Regions from separate parts of the Arabidopsis thaliana genome. Here region 2 is linked to region 1. The links are chromatin contacts, called in public capture Hi-C maps. All regions are on one chromosome and are shown on one strand. Each heading gives the region's core, a stretch centred on a gene start, on an enhancer-like site or on the middle of the called end of the contact. The rest is flanking DNA. Distances are from core to core; before and after follow the strand shown.

Region 1 (6,757 bases), core at 2,409-4,908:
TTGATACTTGACTACATTAAATTAAGATCATATAGTTATGTTGAATATCACAATTTTGACCGATCATATATTGTTTATTCACTTTGTTGGATTATTAATTTCGTCATTCTATTCCGTATGCATGTGATTTTATTAGTAATTCTGCAGAAGAATTCTCAATACTTTCGCGATATTCCGTATATGTCCAGTACCATTATTTATAAATCTAATATGCACATAATATTTTTTTTTTGGGTAGATTTATTATCTATATAAAAGGTGGGGAATATTTTGAGAACGTCGAATTACCTAAGAAGAAGACAATGATAATGTTTATCGGAGATGGTATCGGAAAAACAGTCATAAAAGCAAACCGCAGCCGCATTGATGGATGGTCAACATTTCAAACTCCTACCGTAGGTTTGTCTCTGAATCCCTTGGTTTTGTAGTGCTAAACATGATTTACTTAGCTAATCTTAAATCTCAATCATGTCTTAAGAAACTATATAAGGCCATTTGTCGTAACGAGGAGAGATGAATCCGGTCTATAGCATGGATTTGATTGGGTCTTATAAATTATTTAATCTAATGGAACTCTAAAATTTATTAGTTCTTGAAGAAATAAATTGTCGGAAAAATGAAAGAAATACTATGTTTTAGTTTCATTTAGTTTTATAAAGATAGTAGATTTTAACCCGCTATACATTTTGGGATTATATTTATTAAAAAAATAAAAATTTAATTTGTTTAATAGATTAAAAATATATATGGTTTAATGTTTTGTATTTTTTAAATGTACAACACTTATATCTATTTCTATATTATTTAGTGTACAATTAATATGTTTGATTTTTACTAGTTAAAACTATAGCAACAATAACATATAGTTCATTAAGTTAAAATGTAAATTATAACTAAATTAACTTAAAATTTAATTATATTTGTTTTGTTAATATTTTCTGTTTTGTTTGGTGTTTTAGATAATAGAATTATTATTTTATTGTTATATTTATGATTTCACCTATAGTATAACATCTAATATTACTATCGACTCAAACCCGTCATACCATCTAACCCCGTTCAGTGAAATTAAACATTATTTTGTTATTTATTCTTAATAATACTTTAATTTAAAAGATATATAATTCAAATCAATTTAAAAGTTTTCTATCAAATGGTTATTTAATTGTTATAAAGTTCACATGTTATTAATATTCTAAATCCGTCTAACCATCTAACCCCATTCGGTGAAACTAAACATTATTTTGTTATACTTTTTTTTAACAATACTTTTCTTAAAAGATTATTAATTCAAATCAATTTTTTTAAAATGGTTATTTAATTTGTATATTATTTAATTTGTATAGATTTCACATATTATAAATATTCTAAACGTTTTTCCGTCAAATTTTCTAAAAGTTTAATAAACTTTAAATAATTATAATATTTAACCTTTAAAAAAGTATAATATTAATAATGTCCTAATTTTTTTTTTTAAGTAATTAGAATCGATGGAGATATATTAGATAAAGAAATATTAGTAGTGAGGAATATTAATTAATTGATAAGAATTAATTCATTGTAAAGAAATTCCAACTTGAATATATATTTGATAAAAGTGCATATGTAAATAGACCATGTTGTTCAATCCAAATATAATACACATTTTTAGAAATTGCTTGTTAGAACATGATATATATACTCATCTAAAGATGGGCTTAGACCAAATTACATCTTGAGCCCAAATAAAAATCCATTTTCTGTTTTTATCTACACAAATCCACCCTAAAGATTTATCCACATCAAATATATTTTCATACATTTCTTCTGTGTTTTTTTTCTACCTTCCTAAAAGTATTAATTATGACATAATTGTTTATGCAGGCGTGAAAGGTAAAGGCTACATAGCAAAGGACATATCATTCGTGAATTCTGCAGGACCGGCCAAAGCACAGGCTGTGGCCTTTCGAAGCGGCTCTGATCACTCTGCCTTTTACCGTTGTGAGTTCGATGGTTACCAAGACACCCTTTATGTTCATTCAGCCAAACAATTTTATCGAGAATGCGATATATATGGTACAATCGATTTCATATTCGGCAATGCGGCTGTTGTGTTCCAGAATAGTAGTCTTTATGCTCGTAAACCTAATCCTGGACATAAAATTGCATTCACCGCTCAAAGCCGCAATCAGTCGGACCAGCCCACGGGTATATCTATACTTAATTGTAGAATCTTGGCCGCACCTGATTTGATCCCTGTGAAAGAAAACTTCAAGGCGTACTTAGGTCGACCATGGAGAAAATATTCTAGGACGGTTATCATAAAATCATTTATTGATGATCTTATACATCCCGCTGGATGGTTGGAGGGGAAAAAAGATTTTGCACTTGAAACTTTATATTATGGAGAGTATATGAATGAAGGGCCTGGGGCAAACATGGCAAAGCGAGTCACATGGCCTGGTTTTAGACGCATCGAAAACCAAACGGAGGCTACCCAATTCACAGTCGGTCCATTTATCGACGGTAGCACATGGCTAAATTCAACTGGCATCCCTTTTAGTCTTGGTTTCTAATCGTTAAATTTGATAATAATGAAGCAATCTGTTGTAACAATCATATATTGTATCGTAAACATTGGACTTAAACTTAAAATGTTTTTTGTCAACATTCTTGTTAAGTTTTATTGCATGCATAGTATTGGTGTAGTACTGTTTTAAAGCTGCCTTGGATTCAATGCGACATGAGTATGTAAATATAGCTATGGCTAGTCTATCGATATTGTGGCATAGCTATATTTACTTAGCCATGTGGATTCAAAGGTCGAATTACCAAGTGAGATTTTGTATATTGTGGCAGATTAATTGAGTTCTTAATTTCAGTCTGATATTTTGAGTGAATATGATAGAGAAAAATATGGTAGAATTTAAAGTATTAAACTAGTTAAATGAAAAAAATTATATTAGAATTTGGTCAAAGAAACTTATTTATTTGTCCACATGTGTAATTTAATATTTCCGATGAAATTTGTAGCCTTTACCATCTGTTTTCTAGGTTGTTCAATAATGGAAAGACTTTTACAGTGAAGCAGAAAAAGGAGAATAAGAACATGAATCCAAAGTTCGGTTTTTATATTTTTCCTCTTTATATCGTGTTGTTTTGTTTTGGAGGGTCATAATGCATGTGGAATCATCACAGAAGCGCACATGATAAGTACGACATTCCCATCCTCTCCATTATTATTATTCAACGCCACTCTTTATACTTATACATATACAAACATACATTGATATCCATTTTATACATATATCACTATATTTCTCACAAATTTTAAACAACAATATCCACATGTGATTAGCTTACTCGACGAGTAGAAATATAAGGAGTTTTCTTCGGCAAAGAAAGAAAAGCTAAGTCTTATGATTCATTCTTCAATAGTCGGGAAACAATTATTTGGCATCTGGAATGGGGACTGTTGTGCGAGGACGCACTCATGGGAATATCTTGGAGGTTGAGTCGCGATTCGAATATGCGAGAATGCCTACTATGGTAGACGGATAAGCATATCATGAAACAGAACACGGTCATGTAATGAGGGGGACAAAAATGGAAGATCATTTTAGAGTAAGAAGTAGAAGTATGGCCGTGTGATCAAACCTAAGGGTTGAATCACCATGACAATAGTACGTACATAACTATAATAATTTTCATAAAACGTTTAATTTACTTGTGTATGGACGACAAATTTTAAAATTATGTAGAATAAAAAAAGAAGGAAAAATGACGAAATCTTATATATATATATAGACATGATGTCTTCCATGCTTAATGTTTTGGCTCAAAATGCATCAATTTTTATTTTATTTTTCACTTGTTAATATTAAGGTAAAGTGTATATATCTCATTGCTAGCCTTAGCATCCTTGTTGGGTTTTGGACGTTTCTTCATGCAGACTAAACTTCTGAAAATATTCACTAATAACACTAAAGCAATGTTGTGTTAAAAAAGAAAAAAAATTGTTGTGTTAAGATTTCATTGGCTATAAATTACGTACAACTAAAATTATTAAATAAACACATATTTTTAATTTTTGTTTATATTATAAACTTAATGATGGATTATACTCGCATATGGGATTCATATATAATAGATGGCTCAGCCCGAAAGGCAATGAAACATTCCAAAAGTTTGTATTCACAAATCACAATCTATGAAAAAAGAACAATTGCATTTCCTAAAGATTGAACATGTAAACATGCTGCACAAGAAGTCAAGAAATTCATTAATGAGAATCAAATGCTTTACTATCAATAATGATTAATTGCTATAAAAAATGTGCTACAGGTAAATTAAAAGGATTTGATTGATTCTGTCTTTCATCAAATTTGTTTTATTATAAAGAAAAAGACAAATATTTGAGACCCTAATTAAAAATCTAAAACAGTTTAACTTTGAGTCTCTTGACAAATTTTTAAAGTTATAGGATGCTCGCATGCTTTCCTTTGCCGTGAGTTGGAGAAAATCAAAAGATCATCTCATTTTGTATCTCCCCATACACTTTCAGTAAATGTTTGAATGTATTCATAAATGTTTTCGGCACAAATTAAGCCAAAACCAAACTACAGTTCGACACCATGTTGTAATTTTGTCGATAACAAATTCAAACTTTCGATTATGTCTTGTTTCATTTGGCTCTCCAGACGAGGATTTACCATATTTGGAAAGAAAAGAATGCACATTGACGTCTACAAGATCACTATCCGATTGTCCAACCTCGCTCACAATTTTCTGAATACTAGGAGGTTATGGCCAAAATCCGTAATCCTTCCAAGCGCGAAACCACAACATATAATATTAATTTCGTTTTAAACGTCATTCGAACCGACGACCTCTAAGCTTTACCTATTATCTTTACCAGTTGAGATAACGATACTTGGTCTCGCTCAAATTATTAAAAATATTGTTCGAGACCATTTTGTCTATCTCCACTATCCCGAAACAAGCAAATAACTACTTCTAGTTCAATTTGTAAATATCAAATATCAAATTTGAAACAGTTTAAAGTTTGGAACTTGTGAGAATATAGAAAATTGTCTAGATAAAGTGAAGCAGTATTTACCTGTGATATAATTTGGGCCCTCGACATTTAGTATAATTTTCCGTAAATCAAGTGATTGGCTTGCCGATAAGTTATGACAATCATTGCTGTAACGCTTTTACCGTACATTATTATTCAAATAATTGTAACCTTTTCTTAGCAGAACGCATAACAATTTCTAATTAGCGATCATATATTACGGATTCGACTATAAAGAACAAAACCACTACTATAGTTCCTAATAATTGTTATAGTGGCCAGAGTTTATATAGTTCATTATAGATTCGTATTAAAAGGCTGATCACATGCACACATGTGTATGTGGAATGATTGAAATAAAGTCATGCAAGTCTCATCATCATCAATACAATCTACTCAAAAACATGTGTCCATGAATTTGTCTAGACCGGTTAATGGTTCAACGGTTGCTATGATTATTTATTTGGCATTTGTATAGCTAAAATTGGTACCTACACTATCTATATACATGACTTAAGACGCATAGATAAACAAATTGAAAATACATGATAGAACAGTAAACACTAATATATATGCCATTTGGTTAATCGAATCTTGAATCATAATAATTCATAACGTCCAAAAATTATATCGTGTGAGTAACCCCACACTTTAGAGATTCGTTCCCTCAAATTTATCTAGTAAATAATTTTGAACTGTTTTACATCCTTTATTAAAGTAATACATTGATCTCGAACACATATTATAAACGACAAATTAATCATGAAATGTGTGCTCATTTGGATAAACAAACTTATTATTTTGTTAAATAATATGATTTGAAGGCTACAATGTCTTGTTGGGAAACATAGGTTTGCCCGTCAAGATTCATGAAGGACGATTTTTAGACACAACATAAGGTTTCACTAATGAAGATGTGAAAATGGACTCATCGTTCTAAGTAAAAATGGCAAAGGAGAAGCTAGGCCCTTGCGAAAACTAACCCAACCAGGCAACCAATGTCTTCATCATCCGTATAAGCGTGTTGTCCTACACGTAACCATCCCTTGAAGAAACAGTCGACAACAAGAATCATAGACAATTGTTGTTAAACAATCTTTTGAGGTTACATAATCAATTCATGATCCTGATCCAAGCCTAGCTAGATGCATGTCGATCTTTCATTCGTTGTAGTGACGTTAATACTCAAAATCGGCATAACGTAAACAATATTTTTTTTTACCTAATTGAAAGAAAATATAATTTGAAATACATCCGTTTTGTCATTTACATACTTCACAAGCACCGAATCTTATCCAAATGTATTCAAAATAAATCCAAGAATAAAACCAGATACATAAGTAAAATGAATCTTTAGTCATAACTTAGATTTGCGAATGGGCTTCCATCTCCCAAACGAGTCGAAACAAGCACAAGTACGGACAATAACTTATTTTCAATATTTTCCACAAACCCCTCAATTATTTCTTTATTCTAATTTTGGACAAAAACTATTCAAATTAGTCATTTTTTTGAAGTTACATCTTTTTCCTTCTGACAATCCAAAAATCACACAAAAAAAAATTAGTCGAAAAACTTTTTAACTAGTCACAGAGCGAGGAGAGAGAGAGAGAACCTTTTTTTTCCTCTATAAAAAGCTGAGCCACTTCCTCTGTTTCCCACAAAGCAGCTTCTGCAACCTATTCGTTGGTTGGTTAATAG
Region 2 (6,757 bases), core at 1,381-3,880, 240 kb before region 1:
AGAAGGAGACGGCGATGGTGCTAACTGAGCAAACATGGCTGAAAAACTCGGAAACAAAATTAAAAGAATCTAAAACCCCTTATCCCCATTACCTGGACGATGACATTTTCTGGGCTTTTTTAAAGACTCTTAGGCCCAGTTATCTTAAAGGCTTAGAAAATTCACTAATTTGTAAAATTATAGAATTGGTACAATTGGATCTTCAAAAATTAGTGCAATTTGTAAAATTTTATATATAATATATAATCATTAAATTTTCAAATACACTACTTATAGAAAATAAATCGTCATATGGTGTACTGCGAGTTAAAATCTAGTATATATATATATATATATATATATATAGATATATAGATATCTATATATCTATATATTAAACAAAGATCTCCAATAATATGTATAACAATTTTAGAAGAAAGGTGAACACCGATGATCGAAATTAGTATTTCTGAATTTATTCAAGTATAAATTAAAACACAAAATTGGTAGTTTATTTTCCATTACATATCGTTTGACATTAAATAAGGTTCATGTTTGACTAATTTGCATCAAATGCGTTTTGTTGGAATGTTCGAATTTGTGAATTTTATGTGTGGTCAAGTTAACGATCAATTATATATTATTGTCGTTATAAACCGTTATTATAACTTTTTTCTCCTGAAATTAGTTTTGCAAACTCGATCTACCACGTGTCATTTAGTGATTTGCGTTTTTCTAGAATCGTACGTAGTATTTATTTTTCATTACGTATCATTTGACATTAAATAAGGTTCATGTTTGAAAAATTTGCATAAAATGCGTTTTGTTGTAATGCTCAAATTTGTTAATTTTAAGTGTGGTCAAGTTAACGATCAACTATTTACTATTATCGTTATAAATCATTATTAGGAATTTCTTCTCTTGAAAATATGAATTTTGCAAACTTGATCTACCATATGTCATCTAGTGATTTGTCGTTTTTCCGAACTGTAGTATTTCATTACATGTCGTTTGACATTAAATGAGATTCATGTTTGGCATATTTGCATCAAATGCGTTTTGTTGGAATGTTCGAATTCGTTAATACTATGTATGGTCAAGTTAACGATCAAGTATTTATTGTTGTCGTTATAAACCGTTATTAGAAATTTTTTCTCCTGAAAATGTTAATTTTGCAAACCTAATCTACCACATGTCATTTAATGATTTATCGTTTTTCCGAACGGTAGTACTTCATTCAATAACATATTGTTTGACATTAAGTGAGATTCATGTTTGACATATTTGAGTCAAATGTAATTTATAGAAATGTTGGAATTCGTTAATTTTATTGTATGCACGTTAACGATCAATTATTTATGAGTATCGTTATAAACCGTTATCAAAAATAATTTCTCCTAAAATTGATAATTTTGCAAATTCGATCAACCATGTATCATTTAGTGATTTGTTGTTTTCCAAAACTATAGTATATCATTTCGTTATATATCACAAAATATGATAACATCTGTTGAAAGATTTTTACAGTTTACAAATACATTTCCTGATATAACTATATGTAAATTATATCATTTCGTATATATATATATATATGTTTGAATAAATAATTTAGGCATTATTTTATTTTATTTTATTTAGGCATTTGATGAGTAGCAAGACTACTGTAATTATTTTTAAAGCTATTGTCACGTAACAAAAAAAACGTCTCAACTCTATATTTGACTGGTAGTAATTCAAATTTCAAATAGTTATACATGCAATAATATAACTACACGTGTACTTTCTACTTCCTAATTTTATAAGTATGGAATCCATGAAAAACTGGAAAAAGATAGAGAGAGTCTAGAGTCTTAAGATAAGATGTAAGTAAAAGGAAGAAATCGTAAAACTCCTCTTTGAACTTGACAAACTAGGAATTACTACCAGATTGATACTGTTTTGACAAGAGATTGTAATATACCATCTACTTCTAATTCTTATCTAGACCGAGACAAATACCATTTATAAAGATTTACTGCAATATTAGTAATGTATTGTTACCTGTCCACACGACAAATATATCAATCCATGTATTTAGAGTTTCCGGTAAACAGAAACTAATTTGTTACTTAAGATTAAAACAAAATAATCTTAAACTTGACAAAAAAAGGAATCCCAAATAGATTAGTACCATATGACACTAGATAAGTACCATCCTTTTTTTTGTTTTTTACACCAAGACAAATTTATAATAATTCTATTGCAATAGTCATATATGACTTGTCACACGACAAATATTGTTTCCTAATTATCTTTTACGACCTTAAAAATTATTGTTTGTGATATGATATGATTAGAAGCCCTCGTATGTGTATGTGTGTGTGTACTTTCAAAGATATCGACCTTATGCCATTATTTTTATAAAAAAAAATCAAGTTGTAAAAGAGATATAAACAAGAGAATAGGAAATAGAAGAAAAAGCCAAATTTACCCTTCAATTCCGTAGCTTTGGAAGATCCCACAAAAACACATTCCATGCATCATATCCTTCTCTCTCTCTCTCTTCTTTCTCAAAGAGTAAAATGAAACACAATCTCTGATGTGAAGTCGGTTCTGTCCTTATAAATACCCATTAAGACTTCTCTCTCTCTCTCTTTCTCACCAAATAGTTTCATCATCTCTTCTTCACTAAATACTTAGACAGAGAAAACAGAGCTTTTTAAAGCCATGTCTCTTCAGTATCATGTTCTAAACTCCATTCCAAGTACAACCTTTCTCAGTTCTACTAAAACAACAATATCTTCTTCTTTCCTTACCATCTCAGGTGAGTCATCCTCTCTCTCTTTGTCTTGTCAGAGACATACGATCACACACTTGTTTATATAAAGTCTCAAACTTTTTTTATCTAATGAGTTTTGTAATCGAAATTCTCTTGTGGGTTTAATCATGATCCATTATTTGACTGAAATTTTTGTTTGGTCTTTTTGATTTTCCCTAGAGAACAAAACAAAAATTAGAGTGATGACTCTGTTTTTATGTTCTCTCAACACCCACGCGTGAAATATCTCTCATCATCATCTTCCTTTCGATTTTTTTTTTTTTGTTTTCTCTTTCTTCAAAGCATTATAGAATCATTAACCACTCTCCAAAATTCTCTCTGTTTTTTTTTTCTTTCCCAAAAATTCGATTTGTTTATCTTTTTTCGATATTTGGGGTTCTTTGACTCAACTACGAAATGGGTTTTTCTCTGTTTTTACCACCAAAAAGAAAAAATGTAAAATGTGTTTTGGTGTTATTAGGTCTCTGTTGATTTTTGGACAAAACAAACTTCATCATTTTTGGTTGATTTTGTTTTCGAAAGAATGTATTCCTCTAATTCGATATGCAAATGTGTATACTCTGTTTTATATTATATGATATAAAAAGTTTTTCAGTTTGAATTAATTAATTATTACAAAAGGTACGTTTAGAGAATCTAGTACTCATTAGAGAATGGATTGACCTCGTATCTTAGTATTATAATTGCCAACAAACATAAACTAATGTTTTGACGACCAAAAACTAGTTTATATTACTATATAACATAGTAAGCAAATTATTTTATTATTACTTTCTTACTCCTCTAGTCTCATTCTTTTTTGAATAGGATCTCCTCTCAATGTCGCTAGAGACAAATCCAGAAGCGGTTCCATACATTGTTCAAAGCTTCGAACTCAAGGTTCTAATTTTATTAATATTACTTATAAGTTTAATGTTTTCAAGTCTAAGTTCATCCCTTTTTATATAAGAAGCTAAAAATTATATGATTTTTGTGTGTGTGTGTGTGTGTCTAGAATACATTAATTCTCAAGAGGTTCAACATGATTTGCCTCTAATACATGAGTGGCAACAGCTTCAAGGAGAAGATGCTCCTCAGGTGATTTTTAGAATAAAATTTCTTGTCAATTAGAATTACAAAAATCCATATTATAATACTTTAATTTTCCTACATTCTTCCCTATTCTTTTTACCGTGATATAAACATTTTCCCCCGGATTCTATACTTTACATTCCATCAAAAAATAGTTCTTATGTTTTACACCGAAAGGTAACAAGACTATATATATATTCCATGCATGAAATTATACATATGCATGGTTTAATTCAAACCTTTTCATGATTGTATGTGCTGATGATAATTTTTTGCATTTAAATTATAGATTAGTGTTGGAAGTAATAGTAATGCATTCAAAGAAGCAGTGAAGAGTGTGAAAACGATCTTGAGAAACCTAACGGACGGGGAAATTACGATATCGGCTTACGATACAGCTTGGGTTGCATTGATCGATGCCGGAGATAAAACTCCGGCGTTTCCCTCCGCCGTGAAATGGATCGCCGAGAACCAACTTTCCGATGGTTCTTGGGGAGATGCGTATCTCTTCTCTTATCATGATCGTCTCATCAATACCCTTGCATGCGTCGTTGCTCTAAGATCATGGAATCTCTTTCCTCATCAATGCAACAAAGGTTATTTATTTATTTGTCTTATTTATTATTTTGAAGTACAAGAAAACAAAAAGAAAATCTTAACTTTTTGCAGAAAATCCAAACTTTTTTAGTGGTCTAAACTTTTTAACTTTATACGTTGATTATATACTATAGTTATATAAGTTAGTCTAGTTAAAACAACAATCTTCTTTTGAAGAGTTTCAATCTTTTTTATGTTTACTTTAGTAGGTATTATACATGACTTTTATACATTTATCAATGGCTACTTCAGGAATCACGTTTTTCCGGGAAAATATTGGGAAGCTAGAAGACGAAAATGATGAGCATATGCCAATCGGATTCGAAGTAGCATTCCCATCGTTGCTTGAGATAGCTCGAGGAATAAACATTGATGTACCGTACGATTCTCCGGTCTTAAAAGATATATACGCCAAGAAAGAGCTAAAGCTTACAAGGTTTGTGTGTTGGGCCAAAAAATATACATTTGAACATTCTATTTTTATATGAATATATTTCAAAGTATATATAGATGGGTCCTATGTACTTCACTCAAAGCCAAAAAAAAAGAGTTATACGATGATATATTTGCATACGTAATATACATAGACTAAGATATGAATTGATTTTGGTCGTACATGTGAGATCTTTTATAGGATACCAAAAGAGATAATGCACAAGATACCAACAACATTGTTGCATAGTTTGGAGGGGATGCGTGATTTAGATTGGGAAAAGCTCTTGAAACTTCAATCTCAAGACGGATCTTTCCTCTTCTCTCCTTCCTCTACCGCTTTTGCATTCATGCAGACCCGAGACAGTAACTGCCTCGAGTATTTGCGAAATGCCGTCAAACGTTTCAATGGAGGAGGTTTGTTAGCGAGTAACCACTTCTCCTGTTATATTGTATCTATCGAAGACATATACTCATAACTTCTAATTTTTGTTAACTATTTATTATTTTTGCTTAAATTATTCTTTTATTTTTTTAGTTCCCAATGTCTTTCCCGTGGATCTTTTCGAGCACATATGGATAGTGGATCGGTTACAACGTTTAGGGATATCGAGATACTTTGAAGAAGAGATTAAAGAGTGTCTTGACTATGTCCACAGGTTTAAAACGTTTATATGTATTAACTTTATTTGTATACCAAACTAGGGTTACTCTAATGATGATGATGATAAATATCAGATATTGGACCGACAATGGCATATGTTGGGCTAGATGTTCCCATGTCCAAGACATCGATGATACAGCCATGGCATTTAGGCTCTTAAGACAACATGGATACCAAGTGTCCGCAGGTAACAACGTAACTCATATTTTGTTTTTGGTTATTTACTTTAGCATTTAATTCCAAATGAAACGCTCATTCTTTAATTTTAGATGTATTCAAGAACTTTGAGAAAGAGGGAGAGTTTTTCTGCTTTGTGGGGCAATCAAACCAAGCAGTAACCGGTATGTTCAACCTATACCGGGCATCACAATTGGCGTTTCCAAGGGAAGAGATATTGAAAAACGCCAAAGAGTTTTCTTATAATTATCTGCTAGAAAAACGGGAGAGAGAGGAGTTGATTGATAAGTGGATTATAATGAAAGACTTACCTGGCGAGGTACGTTACATGTAATATAAGACCAAAAACACACGTTATTACAAATGCTTCCAAAAAACATTCATACGCACTGCATGCCGTTTTGGGGTCATCTGATGGAGGAGGAACACGACAAAGCGTGTTTGCTCTTTTTTGCTTATTTGGTTTAATTTCTTATTTCTTACTTTTTTATGGGTTTTCTAATTATCTCGATATATTTTTTTGCATGATAGATTGGGTTTGCGTTAGAGATTCCATGGTACGCAAGCTTGCCTCGAGTAGAGACGAGATTCTATATTGATCAATATGGTGGAGAAAACGACGTTTGGATTGGCAAGACTCTTTATAGGTACATATTATTTTACTTTTTGTTTTTGAAAAATTTAATTATTTTGCATATAAATAGACCACATGAATCCAAAACAAATGCATTGCAATAAAAAAATGCACTGCACTTTTGCTTTGTAATGTTAAAATGCATACACTGACAATTAATGTATATTTTGGGAAATAAGCGTATTTTGATCATCTTCTTTATTTAAGTGACCAAATTCATTTGCAAATATCTAAACTTAAATGTTGGTCTGTTTTTTTCTTATGCTTAACTAAATCTGCCGGTAGTTGTAACTTTTTATTTTTCTTTTCAATTGCAAGTATTAATCATGATATACATTAAATTAATCAATAATGATGGTGGACAATTTAGGATGCCATACGTGAA

The links. Capture Hi-C pulls out chosen DNA fragments and counts their contacts.
Region 2: a contact with region 1 is called in a capture Hi-C map of seedling, with 2.2 times the contacts expected there. The contact joins the promoter of GA1 here to the promoter of AT4G04085 in region 1. A contact is called at or near these places in 3 of 26 Hi-C or Micro-C datasets (root, seed embryo and seedling) and 2 of 3 other capture datasets (root and seedling).

Annotation. Positions count from the first base shown.
Region 1 is chr4:1,005,164-1,011,920 of TAIR10.1, reverse strand. It overlaps AT4G04085 (a long non-coding RNA gene), which reads right to left and starts at 3,658. Exons shown (of 1, transcript NR_141775.1): 1 at 3,088-3,658. AT4G02300 (Plant invertase/pectin methylesterase inhibitor superfamily) reads left to right here. Exons shown (of 3, transcript NM_116463.2): 2 at 239-399; 3 at 1,864-2,620. The coding sequence ends at 2,555. It overlaps GH9B13 (glycosyl hydrolase 9B13), which reads left to right and starts at 6,616. Exons shown (of 7, transcript NM_116462.4): 1 at 6,616-6,757.
Region 2 is chr4:1,240,695-1,247,451 of TAIR10.1, reverse strand. It overlaps GA1 (Terpenoid cyclases/Protein prenyltransferases superfamily protein), which reads left to right and starts at 2,630. Exons shown (of 15, transcript NM_116512.2): 1 at 2,630-2,782; 2 at 3,605-3,676; 3 at 3,792-3,874; 4 at 4,158-4,464; 5 at 4,718-4,901; 6 at 5,100-5,314; 7 at 5,436-5,556; 8 at 5,636-5,748; 9 at 5,831-6,057; 10 at 6,270-6,385; 11 at 6,743-6,757. The coding sequence starts at 2,686. EMB3129 (GTP-binding family protein) reads right to left here and starts at 125. Exons shown (of 9, transcript NM_116513.5): 1 at 1-125. The coding sequence starts at 36.